Regions from separate parts of the Oryza sativa genome. Here region 2 is linked to region 1. The links are chromatin contacts, called in public HiCAR-type maps. All regions are on one chromosome and are shown on one strand. Each heading gives the region's core, a stretch centred on a gene start, on an enhancer-like site or on the middle of the called end of the contact. The rest is flanking DNA. Distances are from core to core; before and after follow the strand shown. Region 1 holds the start of LOC4351686 (3'(2'),5'-bisphosphate nucleotidase-like). Region 2 holds the start of LOC4351689.

The links. HiCAR-type assays count read pairs that join an accessible place to other places.
Region 2: a HiCAR-type map of leaf shows a contact between it and region 1, with 3 times the contacts expected there. The contact joins the promoter of LOC4351689 here to the promoter of LOC4351686 in region 1. A contact is called at or near these places in 2 of 15 Hi-C or Micro-C datasets (leaf and panicle) and 1 of 4 datasets of contacts at active chromatin or transcription factors (leaf).

The regions. Positions count from the first base shown.
Region 1 is chr12:4,246,353-4,253,794 of ASM3414082v1, forward strand. It overlaps LOC4351686 (3'(2'),5'-bisphosphate nucleotidase-like), which reads right to left and starts at 2,724. Exons shown (of 8, transcript NM_001423356.1): 1 at 2,418-2,724; 2 at 1,950-2,025; 3 at 1,633-1,709; 4 at 1,340-1,542; 5 at 675-885; 6 at 475-573; 7 at 244-397; 8 at 1-81. The coding sequence starts at 2,705.
Region 2 is chr12:4,440,500-4,447,325 of ASM3414082v1, forward strand. LOC4351689 reads right to left here and starts at 4,958. Exons shown (of 2, transcript XM_015763550.3): 1 at 4,679-4,958; 2 at 1,509-2,137. The coding sequence starts at 4,792. The coding sequence ends at 1,856.

The DNA of each region.
Region 1 (7,442 bases), core at 1,474-3,973:
TCCCTGTGTCGAGATCAAGAAATCTCCCTTTGGAGAAATCCAAATCGTTTCCTGATGCATCTGTCACCAGACCTCCAGCTTCTGAAAACAGCACAAGCAGAATATCAATCTAAAATGTTTCAGTTGGTTTCTACGTTTTAGCACAAGCAGAATATCAATCTAAAATGTTTCAGTTGGGTTCTATGTTTTTTTTCAGGTTGTTGGGTTCTATGTTTTCAATGTTCAAAAAGAGAACCTTCATACCTGTCACGACGATTGACCCAGCTGCATGATCCCAGATCTTCTCTCTGTAACCTTTGTGTGGAAAACGCAAGTAAATGGCACCGTCACCTCGGGCTAGGGCACCGTATTTTGCTTGGCTATCAATTCTAACTGGAGGAGCTTGGACACCAAGTTTCTGCCAGCATTCAAACACCAGATTACCCAAGTAACTCTCGTGGACCTGTACTAGGCAAAGAATAATTCAGGACAAACCTCCGCAATGGAGCCTGTTAAATCACGCAAGGAGTGTGCCCCTTCGTAGGACTCAAAGAATGAAGCTTCGACTGGATTGTCGATGGAACAGACACTAATCTGGAAGTGAAAATAACCAAAAGCAGATTAAAAAATTAGTTCCATTCTCAAATAGGTAAAAGTAAGTCAAAGTTATAATATGAAATAAAAGGAGATGTAACCTTTTGTGCTGGAGAGCCCTGTAAAGACTCTACTTCAGCTCCACAACCAATAGTAGCAGAAAAGAGAGCACCAACTTGATCTCCCGAGGAGCCACCATTAAGGTTGCCTATTGATCCCAAAGAAAGGTTGGGACAAGCCAATACACCCAAAACAACTTTACCCTCATCAAGCAGAGCCAGGGCAATAGCATATTGGTCTCCCCTTAAGAAACTGAGTAACGTTGTAAAAAAAATGTGAATTTGGGTCAGAAGTTTGAGATATGCACATCACAAGAGTACTAATTTGACAGGATGCCTTTTACATGGCTTTTAATTTTATGACCTCTTATATATGTTGCATGCAACCTAGCAGATGAAAAGAAAATGAAACATGCAGTATCAACTAACCTAGTGTGTGTTCAGGGTCATGCTATATTAATTAGTCCACTTCAGTGCAGCTTAGAAGTTAGAAGCATCTAATAAGAGAAGACTATGATAGGCTTCTGTTCTTTCAAAGTGGGGAAAAAAGTAGTGCCATTTACTGCACTATGCTCATTACAAACAACTGTAATAAAGAAGCAGCATGAGTTCTGATTGTGCAGTGAATGGTGGGGATGAACTGATGTTTTATGTTTTGACTGCAGCAGCATATTCTGCAACCCAGAGATTTAGGTCAGCAAACTCACCCTTTAGTCCCATCAATTGGATCTAGCACCCAGTGTCGCCCAGATGGACCTCCCTCAGACTTGCCATCGTCAATTGCAGAGAGGATACCTTCCTTAGAGAAGTAAATGCTGTATGTACCATCATCTACGATAGTTTCGTTTACGAGCTCGGTGATATTTTCTAAAATTTCTTCTGCGCCTTCTTTCCTCAATTCTTCCGAGTCCTACATGAGTACATATCCCAATCAATTGTGAAAGACTTGTGCGCTGTCCATCGAAACCAGTAGGCAGAAACAGAAACAGATGATAATTACCTCCTCAGCCACCATAGAGAAGGAAGAAGAAGCTGGTGCTTCCATTTTCAAGACAAGGCTTACCAATATTTGAGACCCTACATGAACCAAAAGAAAACTAGAGGTGAATGGTGAGCCGCGATAAAGCAGAAGCACCATGTAACAATGAACAGCAAAATTGTCCTATCAGTCCTTTACATTCCCTAGCAAACAAAGATGCAGTACGAAAAAGATGCTCTATGAATTCCAAATTCTGATGAGTACACATGTCAATAATTCAGTTGCAAACATCAAAGGAAGAAACCTTGGCAACAACTGAAGAGATGAACAGATCGTACCATAATCGGCAACTGTCACCGGACTTTGATCCGCCTTAGACTGAACACCAGACTGCAGAATGTCCTTTTGCACCGCCTGTAGTGGAAAAAAACAAGGATTAACATAAATGAATTCCACCTTCAGAACCAAGCATCCAAACATTCACTGCAAAAGGAACATTAATCCTGCACCCAAGCATCCAAGCTTGTTTTCTTTTTCCCCCTAGTGGAACATTAATCTTGGTTATGACAGCTATGACTAATTTGACTACCCACACAGTCTATGCCACCATTTCCATTCCAGCTCTGAAGCCGAATCGTAGTACTCGACACGTTCTCACAGTCTTGGTCTACATTACAGTCCGCGCATTCGGCCTTGTTCCCCGCTGAAGCCGAGCAATTATTCAGACCGACGACGAGATATGGTCTGGTCCTTACAGCGCAAAGTAGTGGGGAAGCAGAGAGGGAAAAAAAAAGAGAAGAGGGCACCTGGCAGAGGCGGGCGGCGAGGGTGACGGCCTTCTTGGCGGCGGCGAGCTCAGCGGCGTAGGGGTTCCCGGCGGCCTGCGACATGGTGGCGCTGGCGCGGAGTCTCGCGGCAGCGGCGGAGGAGGGGCGCGGGTAGTTGGGGGGGAAGGTGGGGAGGAGGCGGTGGTGGTGGCGGGGAAGATAAGGGGGGAGGCGGAGGCGAGGTGGGCGCAGCGAGGGGGAAGAGCTGGAGGCGTGGAGCGCGTGCGAGACGGAGACGGAGACGAGGCCCACGCGCGCCGCAGCCATGCATGTGTATGGGTGGGTGCCGCTGCCCGCCGGTGTCGGTGTGTATAGGCTGCGGCCTCCGCCGGAGGAGGAGATGGAGAGAGCCCACTCGATCGATGGGTTAAAAGTTGTATTGGGCCGTTTGAGTTACTGGGCCTGAAATAGGTCTTCGAGTTTGTGGATGGCCCGTCCATCTCGCGGGCTGAAGCAGCGCATTCGGATCTGGAAAAAGTACACCGAAGGTCCCTCAACTTGACACCGAGTTACAGAAACATCCTCAAACCGCAAAACCAGATATCCGGCGTCCCTTAACTAATCAAAACCGGTCACTTTAGATCCTCTGGTGGTTTTGACACCGATTTTGTCCTACGTGGCAGCTGAGTCAGGGTGAGCCCCACAAAGGCCCCACATGTCAGGTGTCCACTTCAGCACCTCTCTCTTCCTCCCCCTCTCTCTCTCTTTCTCTTTCTCTGTTTCTCTCCTTCCTCGTTCTCGCGAGCTTCCCCCAGGTGGCCGACGAGCTCGACCAAGTCATTGGCTGCGAGGCGGTCGGAGACCTATGTCTTGAGCTCGCGCCGCCTCGAGCAAAAAGAGTTGGACGAGGAGGCGGCGGCCATGGGCCAGCGTCCACGGAGCAGACGCTGGACGCGGCGTCGTGGTGGTCGTCTCCATCGTAGCGGCAGGGGATTTGGTGGTTCTTGGCGTCGTGGCTATGTAGCTGCTACTGCTACCGGTTCGCTCAAGGGACGAGACGAGCTGTCTCGGCGAGCCGTCGAGACGGAGCCCGAGAAGTAGCTGGCTTCCCGGAGCATCCGCGGGTTCGGCGGCGACGATGACGGTGGAGGACGGTGTGCCGGTGGCTGAGCGCCTGCATCGGCAGGATGCCGGACCGCCCGAATGGCGTGGCCGCAGCTAGCATGCCAGATCACGGGGTCTTCTCCCCCAAATCTCACGTGCCAGTCGCTGCCGCGAGATGGACGCGACGGCGTCATCCTCCTGCTCCTCGCCGGCGGCGGCTGCGGCCGCGGATGCCTCGTCGTCGGCTCACCTGCTTCTTCGAGGAACGCTCGCCATAGTCAGCGTAAGGGGGTTCGGCTCCGGATGCTGCGACGTCGGGGGCGGCAGCCTAGCCGCTCCGGCGGCATCGCCGATGTCATCGCCTTCAGAAGGAGGACGGAGGCGAGGGTGTCGAGGAAGCCGCCATTGTCCTTGCCAAGGATACGGCGCAGGGTGGGCTCGGACGGCTTGAGGGAGTAGAGCACGCCCAGGGCCTCCTCCTTCGGCGAGCTCGTCGACATGTGGGAATCGATCACCGAGTTGAGCAGGTCATCGTCCGACCTGGCCGACGTGTAGGTGGAGGCGGCGGCGTGGCTCTGGACGACGACGGAGACGAGGAACTTAACGGCACCGGGCGTAGCCTCGACGCAGCGCTTGTTGCGGTCGCTCTCTGTGGCGATGGCCTTGATCTCCCTGAGCGCGGCGAGCTGCCGCTGCCTGCCACCACCGCTGAGCATCGTTGTCCCCTCGTCAACGAGCGCGGCGACGCGGCAGGAGTCGATGGGCGGGTGCGGGGTGGGGAACCGCTCAAAGGAGTGCGCGGCGCACCATGCCTGGATGACCCCGCCGCAGCGTGTGGTTGGGCGTTGCCTCCCGCTCTGCCAGCGCCAGCTGCCGGGTGATCTCGCGCTTCCTCTCGGGATGTCCTTCGCCACCGTCCTTGCGCAGGTGCGTCATGGCGGGTGGATTTCCTTGGTGCTGTTTATGATCCTCTCAGTGATGTTCGTGCCATCAAATGTACACCCAGTCCACGATGACGAACACGCGGCGCACCGTGTAGAGCAGCGGCACCAGTGCCCTCACCAGTGGCGAGAACGCGCCGCGCCCAGGGTGCAGACCATGTTCTCGGTGAGATCTGGCACGAGAGGAGAAACAGAGAAAGAGAAGAGGGGAAAAAGAGAGGTGCTGACGTGGACACCTGACATGTGGGGCCCGCGTAGGTCCTACGCTGACTCAGCTGCCACGTTGGACAAAACTGGAGTCAAAACCACCGGAGGACCTAAAGTAACCGGTTTTGATTAGTTAAAGGGTGCCGGATATCTGGTTTTGCGGTTTGAGGATATTTTTGTAACTCGATGTCAAGTTGAGGGACCTTCGGTGTACTTTTTCCTTTGGATCTTGCACAGGTGTGGGTCTTGCATCTCGTGGGCCTTCGTGTTGTTAATGGGGGACATTTAATTTAGGAATAAGATCACTTTGACTCCCTCAACTGTCCACATCTAAATCGTATCCCTCAATCGCAATACCAGAAATCTTGACCCCCGAACTTGCAAAACCGGTGCAATTTGACTCCCTTGGTGGCGCACACGTGGTAGTGTTGACCTGATGTTTGTCCCACGCGGCATTGACGTGACGCTTATGTGGCATTAATATAAAAAATATATATGCGGGCCCATTTGTCATTCACAAAAAAAATGTGTGGGACCCACTGACATGTAGGTCCCACATGTCATCATCTCTTATCCCTTCCTTCTTCCTCCTCCCTCTCCCCCCTCCTCTATCTCGCCGCCTGCATCTTCCTCGCGGGCTCCGTCCTCACGGGCCTCACCCCCAACTTCGCCACACTCCTTGCCGGCCGCTGCGTCGCTGGCGTCGGCGTCGGCTCCCTCGGCGTTCCTGCACCCGACGCCGCCGGTGCGGCGCATCGTCATCGCCGTCCTGGGGATCTACTTCTTCCAGCACCTCATCGGCTTAGAGGCCGTGGTGCTGTACGACCCAAGCATCTTCAAGGCGGCCGGCATAGCTAGCCGCAACTCGGTGCTCGCGACGACGATCGGCGTGGGCGTCACCAAATGGCGTTCATCATCACCTCCCTCGATGCATCTCAGGCTGGCGTCCCCGGCCACCGTCGCCCACCGCCGCTCCGCCTACTCCAGCAGCGCCATTAACGACACCCTCCCACCGTTGCCGGAGCCGTGTATGGAGCAGTGACCGTCCTTGTCGACGTCAGAAGCGGTGTCCTTTGAGGACGCCGGAGCCATGCCGCTGAGAAAGGAGTTTCCTCAAGTCCGTGCTGGTCGGCGTGTGAAATTTGGACAATTTGTCGTGGCTTATTTTGTTTTGTTTTTTCAATTTTAAATTTCTTGTTTCGAGATGTTGAACTGATGTAGTGGTTTTAGTTTTGAGCATTGTAGGATCTATCGCCATTGTTTAGCTGTGTATAGATGTGTCCCAGCACTCCTTTGCTTTTGGCTACTGCCCAGCGGGCAATATTTGTCCTCTTCCCTATCCCCCTTCGAAGCAAGGCACCCTCTCCGCCATGGTTCCCCTTCCCCGACGCGGCCAAACAGATAGAGCTGGAGCGCCCGCGCCGCTGCCGAGGGACCCGAGCTCCCGCGTCCTCCTAGTAGCCAGCCAGCTCTGCCTTGGGCCTAGGCGGCTAGCCCTGTTGAGATTTGTGAATGTTTGGTCTCGTCAGTGGCTAGCTCCCCGGCGACGGTCGGCAGCACAGCGGCAGCGGCCATGGTGTAGTCTATCGGGAGGAGGAATGAAGCGAGGGGCATATCTAGCCTCCGGATCCGCAACTCCAATGGCTGCACGCCTGCCCTCCCACCCGCCACTGCCGCTTCGTCCATCGCCCCCCATCGCCGCCGCCGATCCGGACGCCACTCCCCACGCGCGAAGAGAAAGAGGGAGAGATAGAGAGGGAGGAGAGGGAGGAGGACGAAGGGATAAGGGAGGATGGCACGTGGGATCTACCACAAATATATTTGGGTGAATGACAAATGGGCCCCGCATATATATTTTTTATTTTAATGCCACATAAGCGTCACGTTAATGCCACGTAGGACAAAGACTGGGTCAACACTGCCACGTGTGCACCATGTCAGCGAAACCGCCTTTCAAAACCACAAAGGGAGTCAAATTACACCGGTTTTGCAAGTTTGGGGGTTAAGATTTCTGGTATTGTGATTTAGGGATACGATTTAGATTCAGTGGTCAGTTCAGGAGTCAAAGTGATCTTATTCCTTTAATTTAACTTGGAATAAGTACACTTGAGGTCCCTTAACTCGTCAACGAATCCCATTTTCGTCCTTCAACCTAAAAACCAGATACCCTCAACTATCAAAACCAGGCAAAGTAAGTCCCTCAGCGGTTTTGATGGTGGTTTTAGCTGACGTGGTGCCTACGTGACCGGTTTGACTTGGTCTTTATCTTATGTGGCGGTGACGTGACACTAGAAGCAAAATATAAAAATGAAAAATAAAAAAAAATATAGGGCCCACATGTCAGTCAGACAAAAGGAAAAAAGAATGGGACCCACCATCCTCTCTATCCACGTATGAGTGGACGACGAGGGAGGGAGCGACCGGCGCCTCCTCTTTGCTCCCGGCATCCTTCCTCGCCGGCCGGCGAGGGGGGCGGAGATGCCCGTTGGCCGCCGCCCACTGCGCCGTACTCTTCGGCGGGCTGCGACGCGGAGCTAGGCTACCAGGGTTGCGGGAGTTGGAGGGCGGCGGGAGGATGGCGTGGATGACGGTGAGGAGGGTGTGGACGAAGTAGTACGGGAGGTCAGCGATGGAGGTGGAGTTGCGGCCAAGGAGACGTGGGGGGACAGCAAGCACCGTCTTGCGTACCTCGCCGAGACGACGGTGATCTTCAAGGACATCGTGCAGATGCGGGACGAGCAGTGGTGGCGCGCACTCACCTCCGGCTACGTCACACAGTGGGAGGCCATGCACCCGCAGAAGGTGGACGCAC
Region 2 (6,826 bases), core at 3,708-6,207, 200 kb after region 1:
TCTGTAGTAGTGTCCCTCCCGAGCCTCCGCTTCTGCCTCCCTCCCTCCTTCTCGGCGCCCCTATCTCTCCCCCTCCCCCGCAGCCCCTCTTTTCCCTGGCGCCCCTCCTCTCCCACCTCCGTCCTTCCCTCCTAGCACCCCCCTCCATCTCTCCCTCGCTGCACACGCTCCCCCTCTCCCTTGGCATCTCATCTCACTGGCGCCCCTTCTCTCCCATGTGTTCCCTCCCTCTTGCGCATTCAAGAAAAACATAACCTCCTCGTTCGGGAACACGTTTTGACTTACTCACTCTGTCGTGTTCACCACAGGAGCTCACCATTGCCATTTCTCTCTATTGGGACTATGTTGTTGCTTGCTGCGTTCCCATTGTTCTGGTTTTCTTCATTGCCAACTGCTACCATCTATGGATGAGTCACATTGTGGGACATGTCCGGCTACCTTACTCACTACCGTTTGGTTACTGGAGCACCGTCACCCATCTTCCTTCCTCTTCTATTTCTTATGTTAACTAGGGAAGACAATAAATAGTATTAGTCAGGTTTCCCCGTGTGTACAAGGAAAACATAATCCTCTCGTCCGGGAACATGTTTTGATGCACTCATCCGGTCGTGTCACTACTAGAGCTTGTCTTTGTCATTTCTCTCTCTATCGGGACCACCTCGTTGCCCCCAGTGTCCCTCTTGTTCTGGTTTTCTTCATTGCCAACCTTCAGCATCTATGGATGAGTCATATCGTGGGACATGTCCTACTACATTCCTCACCGTCATTTGGTCGCCGGAGCACCGGCGCCCATCTTCCCTCCTCTTTGTTTCGCCTTGAGCTAAGGAAGACAATGAACAGTGCCTGTTGGGTATTATCCGTTCTTGGTCTAGCCCAATCATACTCCGGACCACTCACATAACATTAAGACCATAGAAGTATGAATAGAATATGAAAATTCTAATTTATATCAATGAAACATACACCCGTTCAAAATTCTAATTTATGTAGGCTAAAAGAAGTTTTTTCAGTTTCTAGCTAATGTCCCTTTCCCAGTAGTGTCACGATGACTAAGCTTGCCACAACAGCTAAAATCAGGTTTAATACTGTCTAGGATATTCTCAGATGACTCGGTTTTGTAAATTGAGGGACTTAGTTATATCATTTTGGTTACAGACTTATTTCAAACTTGGAGACAGTAAAGGTGGACCGAATGTGAACTTATTCAAAATGAAATAGACCTCGATTGGGCCGTTACCTAGATTTGTGGAAACGGTCTATCAAAGCTACAGACAGGAAAGAGAGCCTTCATGCTAAACCTAAGGCCCGAGTTAGATTAGTAGGCTTTCTCATTCCGTGCGCACACTTGCGAGATTGTTCGTGTTCTTGTGACAACTTGACACTCAAATTCAACTATCAGTTGGTTGTCAGACCAGCATTCTACTACTGGACTCGTCATGGAAGGAGACAAAAGGAGAGATGGAATAATTCACAGTACAGTAGTCGTCACTTCACTTCCTTGGAAAATATCTAGTCAACTTTCGTAAATGTGTAATTGTAAACATTCATCTTTCTCTCGAAAGGGAAAGCAAAAAGGAAACAAAAACTTTGCGTTCATAATGTACAGTGCAGTACGTACGTGCTAGCTAGCTACTGATATTTACATGCAACGACAGTTCACTACCGTCACGCCTCTTCTTCTAGCCGAGGCCTCTCTATGGCCTTCAAACTACTACACGCCAAAATTTGCCGCTTTTAGCTCAACACAAAACCGGCCGGCCCGTTCGGTATAAAAACACATACAAGGCCAGCTTATCAAACAAAGCAAAAAAAAAAAAAAAAAAGGTAAAAAGGGTTCTTCTAGAAGCAGCTAGAACTAGAAGGGCGCCGTGGCGACGTCTTTCTCGACGGCCGAAGATGAACGGCGACGGCGGCGACGGCCGCCGCCATGGTGGCGGCAGTACGACTTGCCGGCGTAGTCATCGTGGAAGCATCCGATGTCGAGGTCGTCGTCCGACGACGAGTCCGCCGCCATCGTGGAGCTCTTCCTGCCGCCGCCGCCGCAGCCGGCGGCGAGGTGCACCGGCTTGAGGCCCTCGGTGAAGATCCGGATGGCCTCCTCCGCCGGCTTCGTGCTCAGCACGTACAGCGCCGCCTCCTGTAAAAAATTCTGATTAATTAATTTTCTGAATATAATTGAGGATTAATATCCTCTCCGTTTCACAATGTAAGTTATTCTAGCATTTCTCATATTCATATTGATGTTAATGAATCTAAACATATATATATCTATCTAAATTTATTAACATTAATATAAATATGAGAAATACTAGAATGACTTACATTGTGAAACGGAGGAAATAGTATTTTACTATACTACACTAGTTAATGAATGGGAGAATAGCTAATATGGTCCCTGAAGTTTCGCTTCGGGCTTAGTTTAGTCCTTGAGGTTTCAAAACGTCCAAACAAGTCCTCCAAATTAATTATTTGGGTTAACGTAGTCCTTGGACCCACAAAAAATGCCACGTGAGCATGCCAAGTCATTCTTGCATACAACAATACAAATGAAATGACCATTCTACCCTTACCATATAAAAAAAGAAAAGAAAAAAATAAAGGAAAAAAAAGGAAACAACAGAGGAACGAACAAAAAGACCGGACCATTACTCTATCTGTTGTGTCTTTTTTTTCTTTTCTTTCTTTTTTATATGGTAAGGGTAGAATGGTCATTTCATTTGTATTGTTGCATGCAAGAATGACTTGGCATGCTTATGTAGCATTTTTTTTTGTCCAAAGACTATGTTAACCCAAATGATTAATTTGGAGGACTTATTTGGACGTTTTGAAACCTCAAGGACTAAACTGAGCCCGAAGCGAAACTTCAGGGACCATATTAGCTATTCTCCCTTATGAATTACTGGTATAACAAAACTACTCTTTACATAAATTGAATATGTGATGTAAGCATGCTGATGTTGTACGTGCTCCGTACAAGCCAGGTAAACATACGTGGGAAGGGATAATAAATACTGAGATGTATGTATATATGTTGGCGTACACGTACACATATTGACATATACATGCAATGTACACGTACGCAAGGAGGTGCTACTAGCTGTCTAGCTATAGTCGTAGAAGAACATGCTCCCTTCGTCTCACGAAAGACTCCAATTTTTAGTTTTTTATATAACATTTGACTCTTTATTTTATTTAAAAGTTTTGTATGAATAATATTTTTATTATTATTAGATGATACAATATAAATATTTCTTATACACTGACTGATTTTTTTTTATTTTTTTTATAAAATATACTGTATAAGATGAAAGATTACTACCAAGTGTGTAATTAAGATGGCTTAAGATGCAGGTCGCTATCACAACATCCGTTGTGCGAGACGGGTAACATGAGGCAGTACACGTCTTCAGTGTATTCCGTTGCGTGACGGTGACCCGCGTTACATCATGGGACAGCACAACAGTGGCGTCGCTGCACCGTTACGTAAGCGGCTACGTTGTTGCCTCATTATTACCACCGCTGCCATTGCCCCCTCCCTTTTTTTTTCCTTGCGTGCACCGTGTCGACGTCATGTAACATTAGCACGTACTCCAGCTAAATATAACCGAGTATATGCACATGAATATTGAATAATGCCATGTACCGATAATTGTTGTGTGCAAAAGTAGTAGTTTATTTATAACCAGAACTTTTTTTAAAAAAATAATGCATGATATATATATATATATATATATATATATATATATATATATATATATATATATATATATATATATATATATATATATATATATATATATATATATATATATATATATATATATATATATATATAGCTATATTTTTTAAAAAAGGTGTTAGTCGATTCCAGGGTATATATGCATGCATTTTGTGGACGGTAGAAATTAAGGTTAATTAATTTGAGTTTGGAAGGTCATCACCGGCCACAACAGAAAAGAGTAGATAAGTGGAAGTACAGGTTAGTAGGCGTGGCCTAATTGAACAGGTTCAGGAACAGTGCCGGTGACGGTGAGAGACCCACCAACGATATTTAGCCACAAGTGTAACGAATTTATCTTAATATATACTCTGAATATATAGCTGGTTTTGACACTATTGATTCGTGTCAAAAATGATTTAGTTGCTTTCTTCGTAACCAATCAATAGTGCAAATAAATGATGGATGTGTAGTATCTCAAATTAATTTATTTTGTTGCACTTCACATTTGACGAAGTATATATATATATATATATGTCTATATGCTTCTCAGAAGGTAAGTTTGAAATTAAATGGCTAATGTATCTGTTATACTCCTATATGCATGAAACAAACATGAAAGATTGAAAAACAAAAACCCTGTGTGCAACGAATTAATCTGAAGTTTGGTGAAGGTCCAAGCGGAGCAAAATTGTGTTACTCCAACAGTGCAAATTAATTAAGGGATGATTTATCAATTCGGTGTTTGTAAGGCCTAATTCATCGATCGGAAGTGCAAATTCGCTTTGAAATTGCAAGGGCCGGCCAGGTTATGGGATGAGGCGCGCTCGGTGTGTGAATTCGGAATGAAAAGAAAAGAAAAGGAAAAGAAAGAGAGAGAGAAGAACATTCGAAATCCAATGGTATCATGTAGCTAGCGGTAGATATACGTCGTATATATACATGTATATATATACATACCCTTGCGAACTTGAGCTGGTCGAGGGTGAGAGTCTTGGGCTCCATCTCTATCGACGCCATCCTCCCCGTCGCTTCCACCTTCGCCTTCTCATCCGCTACCATCTCCGGCGCCATAGACGACGTCGTATATGTATACGTATCCCCTTCTGTCGAGTCGCGTATATTCCACCGTATATACGCGCGTAGATGCTCGAGGCAAATACGTATATAGGTACGCCTCCGCGCGCGCGCGCTGCTTTTGTACTTGGGAAAAAACGAAACGAGACGAGCGAGGCGATGAGAGGAGGAGAGGTGACATCCACGAGTTGGGCTATTTATACCCGAGCACTAGCTCTCACGGTGGGTGGGGAGGAGCAGAGTACACGCGTCGCGCTGCGACGGGCTCGGGGCCGGTTCACACGTGGCGAGCAGCCCGTGGCGGCGGGATGCCACGTGGCGATGCAGGCGCGGGACGGGATCCCCGACGGACCGATCGATCGAGTCGGGCGGGGCGGCCCCTCCCCTGCGGTGCGGGTCGGCCCGCGACACGACACGTCGACGTGCCGTGTAGAGAGGTTGTACGTACTATAGTTGCGGGTCGTGGGCGTGGCTACCAATGAGGGGTCGCCACGTTGGTCGGTGGATCGATCGTGTCGGTCTCGGGTCGGAAGTCTGTTACGCCGGCGGCCGGGCCGGGCGCGCCGGTGCATCACGTCCCTTCGGATATTGCGTACGGATGGAGGGTAACTAGAGTTAAGGCGACTACGTGTTGGAAGTTTCGTGTACGTAGAGAGTGTATACATTCTACCTCCACATTTTGATGTATGACGCCGTTGACTTTTTGTCCAACATTTGACTATTCGTTTTATTTAAAAAAAAATTTATGTAATTATCATTTATTTTATTATGACTAGCAAAAGTGCCCGTGCGTTGTACCGGGTGATTACGGAGTGTGTATATTGACCAAAAGTGTTGTTTGGTCTAGCAAAAGTGCCTGTGTGTTACAATGTGAAGCGTACAGATTAGAAAAATATGCAATTAATTAAAATACAAATTCGCTGAAATATTTGGTATTTTTAAGTAGGTATGTGTATAATTAAATAAATTTACAAGTAAAGCAAGTGTGAGAAATAAAATGACATGGTTAAATTTAATTTTTTTTTAAATTCTCCATGATTAGTTACGCTCTTTGAAATTATATTTGAATTTTTCAGAGCTTAATTGTTAATTTTATTAATACAAACGTCATTTAACAATTATTTACTTGGAAAAAGAAAGAAAATACTTCCTTTTAGGTTTGCTTTGAAATAAACACATTCAATAACTTATAATTGTAATGCTTCTGAAAAAATAAGCACTAAAAATGAACTTATTCTATTTTTTTCGGCCCGAGGGACCTAAAATAGACTTATTTCCGGCCCTTGCCGGTCGGTCCACGGCCTTTTGTGCACGCGCAAGTGCACTCCCCTCCCCAGGCCACAACCTGGGCTTGGGCCGGAAAAATGGCCTCACTCTCGATCCCTCTTGGGCTGATTTTAGCCTGGACGACACCGATCGTCCGATCTTTAGGGTTTTGATCGGACGGCCGAGCGTCGATATCGGGGAAACAAAACCCCTCCCTCTCCTTAGCCGCCAAAACCCTAGCCCATTTCCCTCCCTCCCATCTCACATCGCCGCCCTCCCCTCCGCGCCCCCGAGCGGCGGCGACGGCGCCCCTCTTCCCGCGAGTGGCGGCGGCGGCGCCCTCCCCCACAACCGACGGGGCGGCGCCCTCTCCCCGAACAACGGCGGCGTGGAGGCGGCTGCGGCCCGGCGGGGGTGGGAGGGGCGGCGGGCCGGACCTCGCCTCCGCCAGATCTGGCGGCATGGAAGCGGCTGTGGTCCGGCGAAGGCAGGAGAGGCGGCGGCGTCGTTTCTTTCTCTCTCTCTCTCTGTGCATGGTGGGGAGGTGCGGCGGTGGTGGTGGTGGCGGACGTCATGGAACGCCGGTCGGGCCTTGCCTCCGCCAGATCCGGCGGTGTGGAGGCGGCTGCAGCCCGGCGGGGGTGGGAGGGGCGGCGGGCCGGACCTCGCCTCCGCCAGATCCGGCGGCATGGAGGCGGCTGCGGTCCGACGGGGGCGGGAGAGGTGGCGGCGTCGTCTCTTTCTCTCTCTCTCTGTGAATGGTGT